Regions from separate parts of the Mus musculus genome. Here all the other regions are linked to region 1. A link is a contact called in public Hi-C and HiChIP or PLAC-seq data. All regions are on one chromosome and are shown on one strand. The core of a region is the stretch at or near the end of the contact, and the rest is flanking DNA. Distances in the headings are between cores, read along the strand shown.

Region 1 (4,615 bases), core at 984-3,483:
GAAGTGGAGCCTCTGCCACAGACAAAAAATAAGCTTTATTTGTATATATGTATGTATGTATGTATGTATGTATGCATGCATGTATGTATGTGTGTGTAAGCGAACGAAAGGACAAGTCTATCTGTTTCTTTGTTTGCTTGAATAAGTATCTCATTTTGTAGCTCCGGCTGCTTGGAACCGGTGATCCTCCTGCCTCAGCATCCCAGTGCCGGTCTTACAGATGTGGGTGACCTGCCTGGTTGACCTGAGAGAATTCTTTACTTTAGGAATGCCTGTAGGGCCTCTCCTTCACCTGATGAAATGCAGCCCCAGGGCTGCAGGCTAGGGTCAGGAGCCTATCTCCTGGGTCACACTATCTCCCACCCTAGCCCTGAGCACAGCTTGCTCCATCCAGAGCCTCAAGCCTTGTAATCACTTAGGGGCTTGTTTATGGCTCACTTCTCTGGAACTACTTCCTTCGAACTTTCTTCCTAGATTCCCATAAGTGAACACATCTATATCCATTGTGTTCCATTTTATTTCTATTTATATACAAAGTATGTTTGTGTTGCAGGGTGTGTGTTTGTGTGTATCGTCAGAAATTAGAACACAGTTAACTTATTCTCATTTTGGCATAGCACAGTTTATCCATGTATCAAACATAGAGCAATACCATTTGAGATTAATTAAATGTATTTTTACAGCATTCCTCCTCAAAACCCCCTTAAGCGGAAATCTCTAGTTTCTTTGGAAAGTTAGTTCTGTCAAATGATGTTTTGCTGGGGTGCACAGGTGAAAGGATGTCTTGCTAAACTAAACATGTGAGAAAATGTTTTCCTGAAGCAGACGACGGTGAAAGGAAGTTTTGATATAGCAGACACGTGAAAGGACACTTGAGGAAAGAATGTAAATATGACTCCACAGACAGTGGGGCATGAGCACTGAGCCTTGGTTTGGTTTGCTCTGTCTCCCCATTCTTCATTCACCTTATATAGCGTGGTTGAGCTCAACTCGTGGTAATGCAGCCATTGAGAGAAACTCACCCAAGGACTTCGGTTCCTGCAGCTGCTTGCCACTTTAGCAGCCTTGCCTCAGACCAGTTGGCATTCATGCCCGGTGTCTGCTGGTGGAGAGGACTGGATTGAAGCTGCTAGCTCATGTGTGGCATCTGCCTGCCTATAGGACTGGTCTACAACTGCTGAGTTGTATTTGGTGTTTGCTATGGGACTGAACTGCTGAGAAAGAAGACGGGGATTGCGCCCACCCCCCCCCAAAGAACTATTGCTGAACAGGCCCACTTCCACCATATTCTAATAACTTTTCTTCCACTCTCTCTGCTGGGTGGTAGGTTAGAGAAGAGAATGAACCTTATAATTAAAAGTAGGTTGCAAAAAATTTATGCTACACCTCCCAACTCAGCCATCTTTTTGTTGTTGTTCTTAAATGTGTTATTTGTTCTTTAACAAGTACATATGCATTCAACCTAACTTGATCATAGCCATCTCCCGTCGTCACACACACACACACACAGTTTTTTCCTGACCTGGGGATTAACCACAAGACCTAGGACATAGCAGACAAGTGCTCACCCACAATCTATATCCCTAGATCTTTTATTACTTTTTTGTCTTGAGATAAGGTCTTGCTAACTTTCTCAAGTTGGTCTTAAAATCACTCTGTAGAGGCTGGAAAAATGGCTTAATAGTTGAGTTCCCAGCACCAAATGAGTGACTGGCAAATCTATAACTTCAATTCCAGGGACCCCCCCCCCCATGCCCTTTTCTGGCCTCCATAGGTAGCAGGCACAAATATATGTACACACAAATGGGGGGGGGGGGAAGAACTCCTACACATAAAAGAAAATCAATAGATCTTTTAAATACCCCATTCTATGGGACTGGAGAGATGGCTCGGAGGTTAAAAACAGATCCCAGCACCCACATTAGGTTCCAGTTCCAAGAAATCTAGCATCCTTTCTTGGCCTCTGTGAGCAACCATATATGGCACACACATACTGATATAAAGATAAAATAAAGCAAATTTAAAGGGAAAAAAATAAAACCTCACTCTGTAGCACAGACAAGCCTCAAATTTCTGCCTGCCTGCATCTCAGCATCTCGTAGCTAAGGTGACAGGTTCCTGCAGGAAATATCTGTGTCCTGATCGGCCTCCTCCACCCGCCCTCCTCTGTCCTTCTGCTTTTCTTATCTACGCCGGCTAAGTTTAAGAGGTGACTCATGGAAAGGCCCTTCCTGTGCAGTCAGATAGCAGTCATGATCCTGAGTTCCCTTTACCCAGGGAAAAGTCAGTGCTCAGCAACTCGTCCAATGCACTTCACTACTTCATTTTGGCTGGACCAGACAGGATTTGTTGGTGGCTCGCAGATCATCAGTCCTGGAGCCTTTGGATTCCATCTCAGTGTGCTTGGTAAGAAAACATAGATGAGCCTTATAGTTCATGCTTGGTTTAGCCTGCTGATTATGTACAATGGCTTCAAGTTCCTTATCTTCTGTTTCCTTCTATTCTTTTCCCTAAAACTTTTTTTTTTTTTTTTTGAGAGTCTTACATAGAGCCTTGGATGGTTGGGAACTCACTACATAGACTGGGCTAGCCTTAAACTCACAGAGCTATATCTCCTTCTCCTGCGATTAAAGTTGTACACAATCATATCTGGTTCTTTCCCTAACTTTTGTTTTGTTTTGTTTTGTTTTGTTTTGTTTTGTTTTGTTTTGTTTTGTTTTGTTTTTGTTTTTCGAGACAGGGTTTCTCTGTGTAGCCCTGACTATCCTGGAACTCACTTTGTAGACCAGGCTGGCCTTGAACTCAGAAATCCGCCTGTCTCTGCCTCCCAACTTTCCCAAATTTTTATTTCTCCTGTCTTATCTCCATGTCTACTTTTATTTTTATGTAAATACTATACATTCTATTTATCTTGGCTTTTAATATTTTCATTCTGAAAATAATAATGAATTTATGTTATTTATTCCCCTAGATTATAGATCATGTTTTCTTCCCTTAGTTTTGCTTCTGTAATCATTGATCACATGTACACACATTTATTTTTATGTATATATACACACACACACACACACACACACACACATATATATATGCCCATATGTGGATTCTTCTTCTGTTGCTCTCTGTAACTCTCCCGTTCTTTGAGCTATTCCTTATCAAAATAGCTGGTTCTATCATTCCATAATTATTATTTGATATTTAAATCTAATTTTTACTCATCATAAATACATTTTAGTTTCAGGTTTTTTTTTAATTACTCTGGCCAACTCAATCCTGAAATCTTTATAAAAAACTTAAACATAGAGGGTTTTTGTTTGGTTTGGTTTTGGGGGGGGGTTGCTCAGAACTTGGGGAAATGTAATGTGGTCTTGTCCTGGATGACTTTTAGGGTGTGAGCTTTCAAGGAAGATCATTTGTGATATTTAAACTATTCCTCACAGCACGGAACTCAGTTGCTCTTACATTGGAATGTTTTCCTTTCAACTTCTGTTATTTTAAATCGCTATGTCCACTTTATTATCGAGACCACAGTTTCTCAGTCATGTGATCCCTGCAGTAAAAAAGAACAGTAACCTAGGCGTTATTAGGTGAGTAGCTGGGGCTCTCCCCGGCTGCGGTCACGTGAAAGCCACGTCATCTCCAGAATCTCAGCATCAAAAGCTGCACAGCGAGGGATGTCTGTGGGTTGCTCTGTTCCTAGCAGTCTCTGGGTGGGCTTTGCTCTCAGCATCTTAGGATGGTACGCATTGAGGTTGGAATGGGACACTAGATCCGAGTTCTTGCCGTTCACATAAGGGAATGGTAGGACTTGAAAAAGACAGAGACCAGAGTGGGTATCGTTTCTCCTTTTCTTCTTATTCTGTTGTTATCCTAACTTCTGCTTACCGCATAAGACTTGTCACAAACTTTTGTCAAGTTCAGCAGAATCGCTTCCAAATGTCCCAGCTTCCATTTAAAAACAAGCAAACCAAAAAATCAAATCAAATCAAATAAATAAAAATGGAGGAGGCTGAAGAGATGATCGGTGGTTGGGAGCAGTGGCTGCGCTTCCAGAACCCTGCTCTACCAGGGTTCAAGTCCCAGCACCTACATGGCAGCTCACAACTGTCTGTAACTCCAGTTCCAGGAAATCTGACACCATCCCACAGACACGCATGCAAGCAAAACAGCAACACACATAAAATGAAAATTAATCATTTTTAAAGATATAAACTGTTACTACATCCAGTAATGTTTGGGAATTTAAAATCAAGAGAGAAATTTAGAAGAGACAGCATAGGAATTAAGAAGCCATATGGGAAAAAAATAAAATGGCTAAAGACTAATATTTTTAATGTAATTGAAAATGAAAAAATTAAACCCGAAAGGTAAGCATCCCCCTGGCCGTGGGGGTACATGCGTTGTAATCCCAACATTTGGTAGACTGAGGCAGAAGATCTCCAGTTTGAGGCCAGCCTGGTCTATATAATCTAACTTCATCTCAGAAAAAAACAAAAGAAAAAAAAAGTGACCCTTGATCCATATGCTAAATGATATGGAAGAGGCATTTGTAAACAGGTCTTGTCTTTACCATCACACAGTTTAGGGCCACTATAAAAATTACAACCTAAGATTA
Region 2 (4,615 bases), core at 1,125-3,624, 230 kb after region 1:
TCTCATCTTTGCTATAGGGTCTTTCAGCACCGACAACAAAGTGCGGACCCTTCTCTTGGGAAAGGCGCTTTGAACTTCCCTCCGGATTTTTTCACTCTTGTTCTCCACAGGTACGGCTGCAATGCGGTTCCGTAGACTGCGCCGGCGTGCGGACCGCTTGACACCGGGGTTTAGGGTTAGCTTTTTCATGACCTTTACTAGTGTTTCTGGTTGTAGGACGTCTGAAACAGAAGACACTAGTGAGGCATAAAGACAATACACCCCAGAGAAAAACAAGTGGATACTCCCTCTTCCGCAGAGGGGTCAACAAGAAGCAAATCGTGCACAGGACTTAGTCATAAACCCTAGTGCTTGTGTAGAGATCCACTGCGCTACTTTACTGTGGGTTACCGATGCAGCCTGTATGTAAGTCTAGTTCAGAGGTTCTGAGACCTGCATATTCTCCCCCCCCCCCCCCTTCTCCCATAGACTCTGCAGCCAATTGTGCTGCAGGAATGTGGCTCAGCTGGAGGGCTTCCCCAATAGTGCCTCTGGGTTCAGCTTCAGCTCTGGAAAACCTTCCCAAAACTGGCTGTTCATTTTTCCACCTAAATCTAACTGACCTGCTCAAATGCTTCTGGACAGCTATGTAACAAGGGATGTTGCCAGACAGTGGTGGCGCACGCCTTTAATCCCTGTACTTGGGAGGCAGAGGCAGGCGGGTTTCTGAGTTCGAGGTCAGCCTGGGGCTACACAGAGAAGAAACCCTGTCTTGAAAACAGTCTCGAAAAACAAATGTTGGGAAACCAGCTCTCTCCGTTTGAATCGTCCACACGCAGTAGATGGCCCCATCTTATACAGAAAACGTAACCACAACGCTCCTGGAAGAAAGGCAAAGTGACTCCAAGGCTGAGCCAGCCAGCCAGCGTTTCTGCCTCCGAAGTGATTGAGAGTTTGGATCTAGCCTAGCTTGGATAGTGGGTTTTAGACCAGTAGGGGCTGAACAGCCTCAAGATTTAAAAAGCCCCCAAAGGCTAAAGAATTATCTCGTGGAAATACGAAGGTCCCGTGTAACTGGCAGATTCAAGGCATTTTTTTGTTTTCTAATCAGACCGGAGGGGAGGGCTCCTCTCGAGCCACGCCCTAGACCGGGAGTGCCCGGAGGCAGTCCCTCGGACAAAGAATCAACTGCAGCTGGGGAGTGGGAACCAGTGGGCCCATGTAGCACACGGCTCAGCCTATCTTGGGCTCCCCTTGAATAGCCATTTACCTGAAAAGGATATTTAGCTGGAAAGAAAGTAGATGAGAATAAGAAAAAAAAAAAAAAAAAAAAAAAAAAAAACCCAGGTTCAACTGAAGCTTAAAAGATTCCGCTGTCGCCCACCGAGGTGGCACTGCCTTTAATCCCTGCACTCGAAAGTCTGAGAAAGGCGGATCCTCCTGAGTCCCAAGCCAGCCTGGTGTACAGCGTCCTAGGACAACCTGGGCTACACAGAGAAGCAAACAAAACTCCGGTGCTACACAAGGGCCGGCATGACACTGCACACTTTTAATTCTAAAACTTTGGAGGCAGAGGCAGGAGGATCGAGACTGAGCCCAGCCAGGGCTACAAGGTTGCGTTCCTTGTATCTACTACCACAGAGTGAGACTGTCTCAACCAAGATTTCTATGCTAAAACAACACAAACAACGCCCCCCCCCACACACACACACACTGCAGCCCACTCGGAAGCCTTTAATCTTTAATTCTCGGATTTGGGATGCCATTCTGGATTGCACAGGGAGTTCTAGTCCAGGCACTGTTGCCTCAAACACCAAATCATAAATATTTAAAAACAAAACAAAATAAAAACACCGCGGAGACCAATTGCTGATGAGGAAATGTTACCCCCCCCCCCCAACCATACAACCCAGTACAGCCCAGAACGTGGTCTTATGAGTCTTAAAAATCCCGCAACCGAGATACCACAGTCTCAACTCCCTCCCGGTTCTTTTTATCTCTACGAACCAGCATTTTCACCCCGAGGAAGGTGTATATTCTTAACCATCATCTCTGGCTTGGGTTTGCACTCACAACAGATGGCCTGAAACTCCCTGGTCCTCCACTGAGTCAGTGCTGGGCTCAGTGATACCAGCCTCGTGCTAGCTGAACGAGAAGAGAAGGGAGGGCTTCCCAAAACCCCGGGCAGAAAGGCCGACGCCGGCCTACCTGTATCATCCAAAGCGTCCTCTTCATCTTTCTTCTGAGGAGTTTCAGGGTCCTTCATTGGGTCGACTTTCTCTGATGGTTCCTCCATGGCGATGCGATGGGCAGAAGCCTCAAAAGCTAGCTCGGAACAAGATTGCTTAGTCTTTGAAAAGACCTAAAACCAAGACCCAATTAGCAGTCAGTCTGTGAATGGGGGGGGGGGGGTCTGGTTTCCTTTTATACAGCCGAGTCTACCCCCAGGCTACTTTAATGCTAATGAGCAGTGATTACAGGCTTCACCTGAGCTACACCTTTAGGCGGAGGCGGGGCCTTTTTACTGTAGGATTCCCCGCTCTCGGTTAAAACTAACCCTGCGCAATCCCAGCCAGTTCCAGGGAGGCTGAGGCAGGTGGATCTCTGAGTTCTAGACCAGCCCTAGTCACAAAATGGGAAGGAAAAAAAAAAAAGACTTCAAACCTGGCAGTGGTAGCCACCACGCCTTTAATCCTAGCACCTGGGAGGCAGAGGCAGGCGGATTTCTGAGTTCGAGGCCAGCCTGGTCTACAGAGTGAGTTCCAGTCAGGACTATACAGAGAAGCCCTGTCTCGAAAAAGCAAACAACAACAACAAAGATTGCAGATTTTATCTAGAATCTCTTTTGGTTTCCTGAAATATCAGGAATTTTATTTTTGTTTATTACATCTTGGAGATGGCTAGTGATCAGTGAACTGGGTTTATATGTTCTAGAATAGGCAGTTGTGCCGTCCCCCACCCCCTTCCCATCAGTTAAGTTAATTAGAATGTTTCCTTTGACTGCTTCATCTTAAATCTTTGAAAACTATTTCACTTTAAATGCTACTAAATAAAGATGTATTTGTTATACTTAAATAGATGGATATTTTATGATATATATATATATATGCATGGAATTCAAGAATATATAATTGTGGATCATTTCATAGACAATACATTTAATAATATCTAACTCTTTGTTTGAGACTCCGTGTAGTCTTGCTGTTCAGAAACTTGGTATGTAACAGCCCAGGTTGGCCTCAAACTGGAGAGCTCTTCCTTTCTCTGCCTCCAATGTGCTAGGATTATAAAGCTTACAACACCATCCGCACAACTTTTTTTAAAGAGACACGCCCCCCTTCTCCCCGTCTCTCAGCAGGTGGCCTGAAACTTTTTGTTTGTTTGTCTTGTTTTTCCAAACAGGGCAGACTTGGCTGCTTAGGAACTCCCTGTGTAGACCAGGCCAGCTGCCAACTCAAATATCTCCCTGCCTCAACCTCTGCACTTTGGAACTTTGAATCCTAAGTCAGTCTACACCAGTGCTGGCATTTCAGGCGTGGGTGACTCACCTGGTATAAGCATTTCTGAGCATCTAAAATTAACTTTGGTTGGGCATGCTGGCTCACACCTATAATCACAACATCCAAGAGGCTGAGGCAGCAGGATCTCTAATTCTAGGTCAGCCAAGGCTACTGTGTGAGACTTTGTCTAGGAGGAGAAGGAAATCAATAATAAAAAACGTAACTCCAACAATTCTTGGATTGAGTTGTAATGAAGTGTACCAGCATGGGCGGGCCACTGTCTGCACAAAGGAGGAATGAAGACCAAAGTTCCCATGTTTGTTTTGTTTTAGACGAAGTCTCTTACTATGCCACAACTTTAGGCTGCTTGGAACTCTCAACAACCTGCTTTTGAAGTTGTAGGGATCCTCCTGCCTCTGCTTCAATGTGCAGGGATCATAGGAGTGCAGCAATATGGGATCAGGATGTAGCCCTAGCTATCTTGGAACTCACTCTGTAGACCAGACTGAGCTCGAACTCAGAAATCCACCTGCCTCTGCCTCCCACGGGCTGGGATGAAAGCCACGGCTATTCTATTCAGTGGTTTTTAGGCTTCACACTTTAACACAGGTCCTAGCTACTTTCTTTGACATGCAAATTTGAAGCATAGCTCAGACCAGCTGGATCTTATTAAGATGCAAATTCTCACACGAGGCACTCGGGAGTCCTAGACAGGATTGCTGGCCAGTTTCAAGTAGCCCATAGATACTTCCCACCTGTGCTGGAGTTTAAGGCACACACACTGCTCTTACAGCACCTTGACCCTGTTGATCTACTTTCAACTGTTGTTACCTGAAGGATCTCTTCACTTGAGAATTCCATTGTAGAAGTTAGAGAAAATCCAACAGACAGGCCTGGTGGACTCTTGAGCCTTAATAGTATGGGACTTGCCCTGCAGGCATGAAGCCTTAGTTTCTGGTCCCAGCCATGCAAAATTAAAGAAGCAACGGACACCCCTGAGATACCATAACCAGTCCAATTCATGTAATCTTTATGTTTCCTTCCCTCCCTCCCTCCTTCCTTCCTTCCTTCCTTCCTTTCTTTCCTTCTTTCTTCCTTCCTTCCTTTCTTTCCTTCCTTCCTTCCTTCCTTCCTTC
Region 3 (4,615 bases), core at 1,446-3,945, 200 kb after region 1:
CCACCACGCCCGGACATTTCTTAATTCTTAATGATGATCTTATAAGAATTTCTAAAATTATATTACTAATTATTAAGCTCTTTTATAATAGAACTGCTATTAAGTCCTTTCTGATGTCCAACTGCATTGAGAACTCTGCCAGTCTTCAAGTGTCATGAGTTAATTGCTTCTGAGATAGCAAGTAGGCATTTACAACTTAGACCACACTCCAAGAGGTTGTAAAAACAATTAACCAAATGTCATAAAAATGGAGCTAACGGGCTGGTGAGATGGCTCAGTGGGTAAGAGCACCCGACTGCTCTTCCGAAGGTCTGGAGTTCAAATCCCAGCAACCACATGGTGGCTCACAACCATCTGTAACAAGATCTGACGCCCTCTTCTGGAGTGTCTGAAGACAGCTACAGTGTACTTATATATAATAAATAAATAAATCTAAAAAAAAAAATGGAGCTAACGATTTATTATAGGTGCACTGACAGAAGGTAAAATATTGACTGGGTTTGTCTATACAAAACTTCAATGCTAACTTAGTTATGGTCTTTAACTCTCCATGAACCTGTAGAGTTAGTGACAGATGATAAATGTTTAGCCAGATAATTACTCTTAATAAATATGTATGTAAACATTCTCTGTTGTAAACTTCTTATTCAGCTTATGATTTGAATTTATGTTTGATCTTCTAGTGAACTTTTGTTTAAAAAAGGGGGAAGGGGTGCCTGGGAAAACCATATGATCTCTTCTCCCAGAAGAGGTACAAAAGGACTAGAAATGATTACATTGACAGCCATAGCATTGGGAGGAAGAGGACTGTTACATCAGAGCAGGAGGAGAGAGCAAGATTAGAAGGAGAATGCAGAGTGGAATAACTTATAAATTATAAGGCAACTTAAAAAAATTAAGAGAGCAATATGCAGAATACAGAGGAAAAGGAAAGAAGAAGCTGCAAAGAATCAGAAGGAGTAGGCAGGTTTCCCCTTACCGTGGGACTCAACAGGTATTTTCTTAACAGCAAGGCAGGCTTAGTCTTATTAAAGAGGACAAAGCTTTCATCTTACAGGCTTGTGTTTAACTAATTTAGCAATAAAAGGATTGATGCTTCTCCCCACCTCTATACAATAAAGACTGGAGTTCATTTTTCATCCAGAATGAGTGAGTTCTTCTGCACTGATGCTTGGTCTTTTGCTTGATATACATACGTAAGCATGGATGTGTGTGTGTGTAAGTATGTAACTATGAGCTAAGTATGTAAGCTGAGCCCAACTGGTTTGAATGGAAATATATGAATATATAAGCATGAATCTGCATATGAGTTTATGTGAGTTTATCCATATTTGCCTGTGTAAAAGTTTTCCTTCTGTGAGTGTGACTCTCTAATCCTAGTTCAATAGAAGTTTATTGCTCCAAACTTCCCACTAGCCTGACAAAAAGAGACATCTGAACAAAAGAGTAAAGGCTCTAGCAATTAATCCTTTGCTTAATTCCCTGCTGTTTTACAATGAGGTGCTAAACAATGAGGCTGCTGTTTCTGGCCTCCAAGGAGCTCAGGCAGGTCAGCTACAGTAGCAAAGTGACTTAGACTTAATAGGTAAGTGTTTTATTGCTAAACAGCAACCCTAAATATCTCACAAGATCAAGTCTTGCCACCACTGATGCTCTTCCCCATCCACTGCCTCAAGAAGAACCAAGAAAGAAGAGGTGCCGGGCTGGCCCCGGACAGGTTTGCTTTCATCTTGAAAGAGTATAATAATAGACCCTATGGTTGCTTTCTGACCCACTCTCTACCTATGTGTGTGTGGGGGGGGGGTCCTGACCCCCCCCCCCCAAGTCTATGTCAATAACAGAGGCTCCCAGCTCCTTCTCTACATGGAGACCCAGGAAAGTGAGCCTGTGCACAGCAAGGCTATGGGGAGTTTGGAATTTGCCTCCAGGTAGAGATGCTGGTAGGTCCACCCACCTGAACACCTAGTACATAAGAACTACATGATTTGTTTCTTCCCACTGCAGAGGGGAGAAGCTACAGATTGATATGACTTGAGCAATCATTCTTCCTTCCCCAGGCTGGAGGTCCAACTTAGCCACAAGCCACGATTATCCTTTTCTATATATTACTCATCTCTATAGCACAGTCCCTGCCAAATTACTCGTTCAAACCTAGTTGACACATAGCTAATGGCAACTGTAGCACAGGAAGTCCCCTTTTGTGCTGTGCAGAATGTGTTCCTCTTTTAAAGAGATCCATATACAAACTCCACAGGACCTGGTCATGTGTTATGTCACATGACCGAGGAGAATGGTGGTTGCAGATGGAATTGTTGCTGTCAGTCAGATGACCTTCACGTTGGGGGTTTCTGGATTACCCGGATGGGCCAGTGAGTCACAGGGATGTTAAATGTACAAAAGTGGAAGAAGTGGGCAAACAGATGCATTAAAAATGGAGAAGTGAGAGCCAACGAGGGCAAGGCTCTAGAAGAGTCGACAGATTCTACCTGAGAGCCTGGGTGAGGGATTCTACCCAAGAGCCTTGGTTTTGCAGAAGAGGGGCCCTGCAGACTCCTTGATTTTGTTCTAATGAGATCCATGTCAGCCTCTGTCTTAGAACTTCGAGGTCATCAGTTTGTCTTATTCTAGGGTGGGAAGTTCCTGGTCGTTTGTTACATTGTAAAGCGACATGCACACAGCCACCATCTCTTGCTTCTTTCCCCTGGTGTGGTATCCTCAGCACACAGGAGGTTGTCCATATCCAGGGCACTAAAGAGTGAAATGTTAGAGGGTAGCTTTCGTGAAGAGTTTTGTCTCTCTAGTGATTCCCTCCCCTTAATGTATTTATTCACTTTACACCCTGGTTGCAGCCTCCCCCCTCTTCTCAGTCCCCCCTCATACTGCCCTTCCCTTCATGCCCCTCCTTCTCCTCTGAGAAGGGGAAGCCCAGCCTCTAGAGATAAGAAAAAAATTGTATTTCTTCCTACCAAGTCTGGCTGATGTTCAGAATCCCTCCTCAATTTTTGTTTTGTTTTGGTTATGGTTTTTGATACAGAATTTCTTTGTGTATTCCTGGTTGTCCTAGATTCACTCTGTAGACCAGGCTGGCCTCTAACTCACAGAGAACCACCTGCCTCTGCCTCCTGAGTGCTGGAATTAAAGGCGTGTGCCACCACACCCGGCTAATCCCTCCTGAATTTATCAGCCATTCCCCTAGCCAATCGTATTTTCCCCTCAGCCTCCCTCCGCCTTTCCCAGTGGCCTCTACATGTTTCATCACCTATAGAATGAACCATCTAGCCAGGTGGTGGTGATGATGCATGCCTTTAATTTCAGCACAGGGAGGCAGGGGTGGGCAGAGAAACCCTGTCTTGAAAAACAAACAATAAAAAGAGCACATCCGGAATTTCCCAGCCATCCTTCTTGGTTTTCCCTCCCCCCTCTCTTGCTTTCTTGTCTTTCTTCCATATTAATTTGCGCCATTCTAGATGAATAAGATGTGAACAATGACACTCTCAGATGCTGCATTTCTGTACACAAAGCAACAGGAAGTGCCAGCTCTCCGGTGCTAACTTCCTCTGTGAAGCCCAGAAGCGCCATCCTTTGTCCACCGTAAAGGGCCCAGTGATACAGAGTTGCCGTCTCTCTGACTGTTTGGCTTTTATATCATGTCCCCTGTGGTCTGTGCTTGTATGTGATGCTGAGGACTAAACCCGCAGCCCATGTGTGCTGGGCAAGTGCCTTACCACATGCCACCTTCTTTAAGTGTAAGCTTTTTCAGCACTTGGGCAGAAAGACATTATTGTTCCTGTTCTGTGTCAGCACACTTAGGAATAAAAGTCTGGTGAGAACCATTTAACAGGGTCTTCATACTGGGAGTGAGGGAAGCGATCTTCTCTGTCTTTTAGGGTTCTGTCAACTCCCACCTACCCCTATACTCACAAATGCCACATTCTACAGGTCAGGCAGTTGCTGCCGCCTGCCCTCTGCTGAGCACATTTTGGACATCACAGATTGAATGCCCAAGTGCCCTATAAAGATGACAATCAGGGCTGGAGAAATGGCTCAGCAGTTAGAGGACCCATATTTGGTTACCAGCACCCACATAGTGGCTCACAACCATCCATAACTCCAAGTCCAGGGGATCTGATGCCCTCTTCTGACCTCCTCAGGCACCAGGCACACTCATGGTGCACATCCATACATCCATACATAAATACAGGCAAAATGTTCATTCACATAGCACATTTTTTTTTGAAAGATTAAATTATGAAAACTAATCTTTGAAGAAAAGCAACCATCAGACTAAATATAAACTAAGTACTGAGGGGTTGTTTTGTTTTGTTTCGTTTTAATAAATCTCCATTTGCTTCTCCTCCGGAATCACTCCTTTTAGAGAGCTAGGGAAGACTCAAATGTCACAGCAACACAGAAGATTACATTTTATGTCACTTATTTACATTTTATACAAAGCACAATTTAACTATGGGGAAGAAAACCTCCCTAAACCCATCCACAAATCCCACAGATACCTATTCATGTTACTTTAATTCTCTTCTTTCTCTCTATTGATAAGTTTTATTTTAAATTGTGATAAAGTAAATATATATGATATAATCATTTTCCACTTAGACCA

The links. Hi-C and Micro-C count contacts between places; a contact is called where the count stands out from the background. HiChIP or PLAC-seq counts read pairs in DNA pulled down with a chosen protein or histone mark.
Region 2: a FOXA1 HiChIP or PLAC-seq map of pancreatic cancer cells shows a contact between it and region 1. The contact joins the promoter of Dppa3 here to the promoter of C3ar1 in region 1. A contact is called at or near these places in 2 of 115 datasets of contacts at active chromatin or transcription factors (bone marrow-derived macrophages and pancreatic cancer cells) and 2 of 9 other capture datasets (adipose tissue and pancreatic islet).
Region 3: a Hi-C map of bone marrow-derived macrophages shows a contact between it and region 1, with 29 read pairs. The contact joins the enhancer-like site here to the promoter of C3ar1 in region 1. A contact is called at or near these places in 1 of 15 datasets of contacts at CTCF or cohesin (embryonic stem cells), 16 of 484 Hi-C or Micro-C datasets (the MC3T3-E1 cell line, Sertoli cells, bone marrow-derived macrophages and 10 more), 5 of 115 datasets of contacts at active chromatin or transcription factors (bone marrow-derived macrophages, embryonic stem cells and pancreatic cancer cells) and 4 of 9 other capture datasets (adipose tissue, bone marrow-derived macrophages, embryonic stem cells and 1 more).

What each region holds. Positions count from the first base shown.
Region 1 is chr6:122,853,775-122,858,389 of GRCm38.p6, reverse strand. C3ar1 (complement component 3a receptor 1) reads left to right here and starts at 2,233. Exons shown (of 2, transcript NM_009779.2): 1 at 2,233-2,406.
Region 2 is chr6:122,624,183-122,628,797 of GRCm38.p6, reverse strand. It overlaps Dppa3 (developmental pluripotency-associated 3), which reads right to left and starts at 2,374. Exons shown (of 4, transcript NM_139218.1): 1 at 2,188-2,374; 2 at 1-221. The coding sequence starts at 2,275. RefSeq lists a promoter at 2,304-4,506.
Region 3 is chr6:122,652,186-122,656,800 of GRCm38.p6, reverse strand. No RefSeq gene overlaps it. Among named protein-coding and RNA genes, the nearest start is that of Dppa3, 28 kb to the right of the region's middle. Within about 2 kb of position 2,695, at least 65 of the 459 cell types and tissues checked have an H3K27ac peak or open chromatin away from gene starts, as enhancers often do. A contact at or near this core is called in adipose tissue, bone marrow-derived macrophages, granulocyte-monocyte progenitors and 3 more, where this site is marked.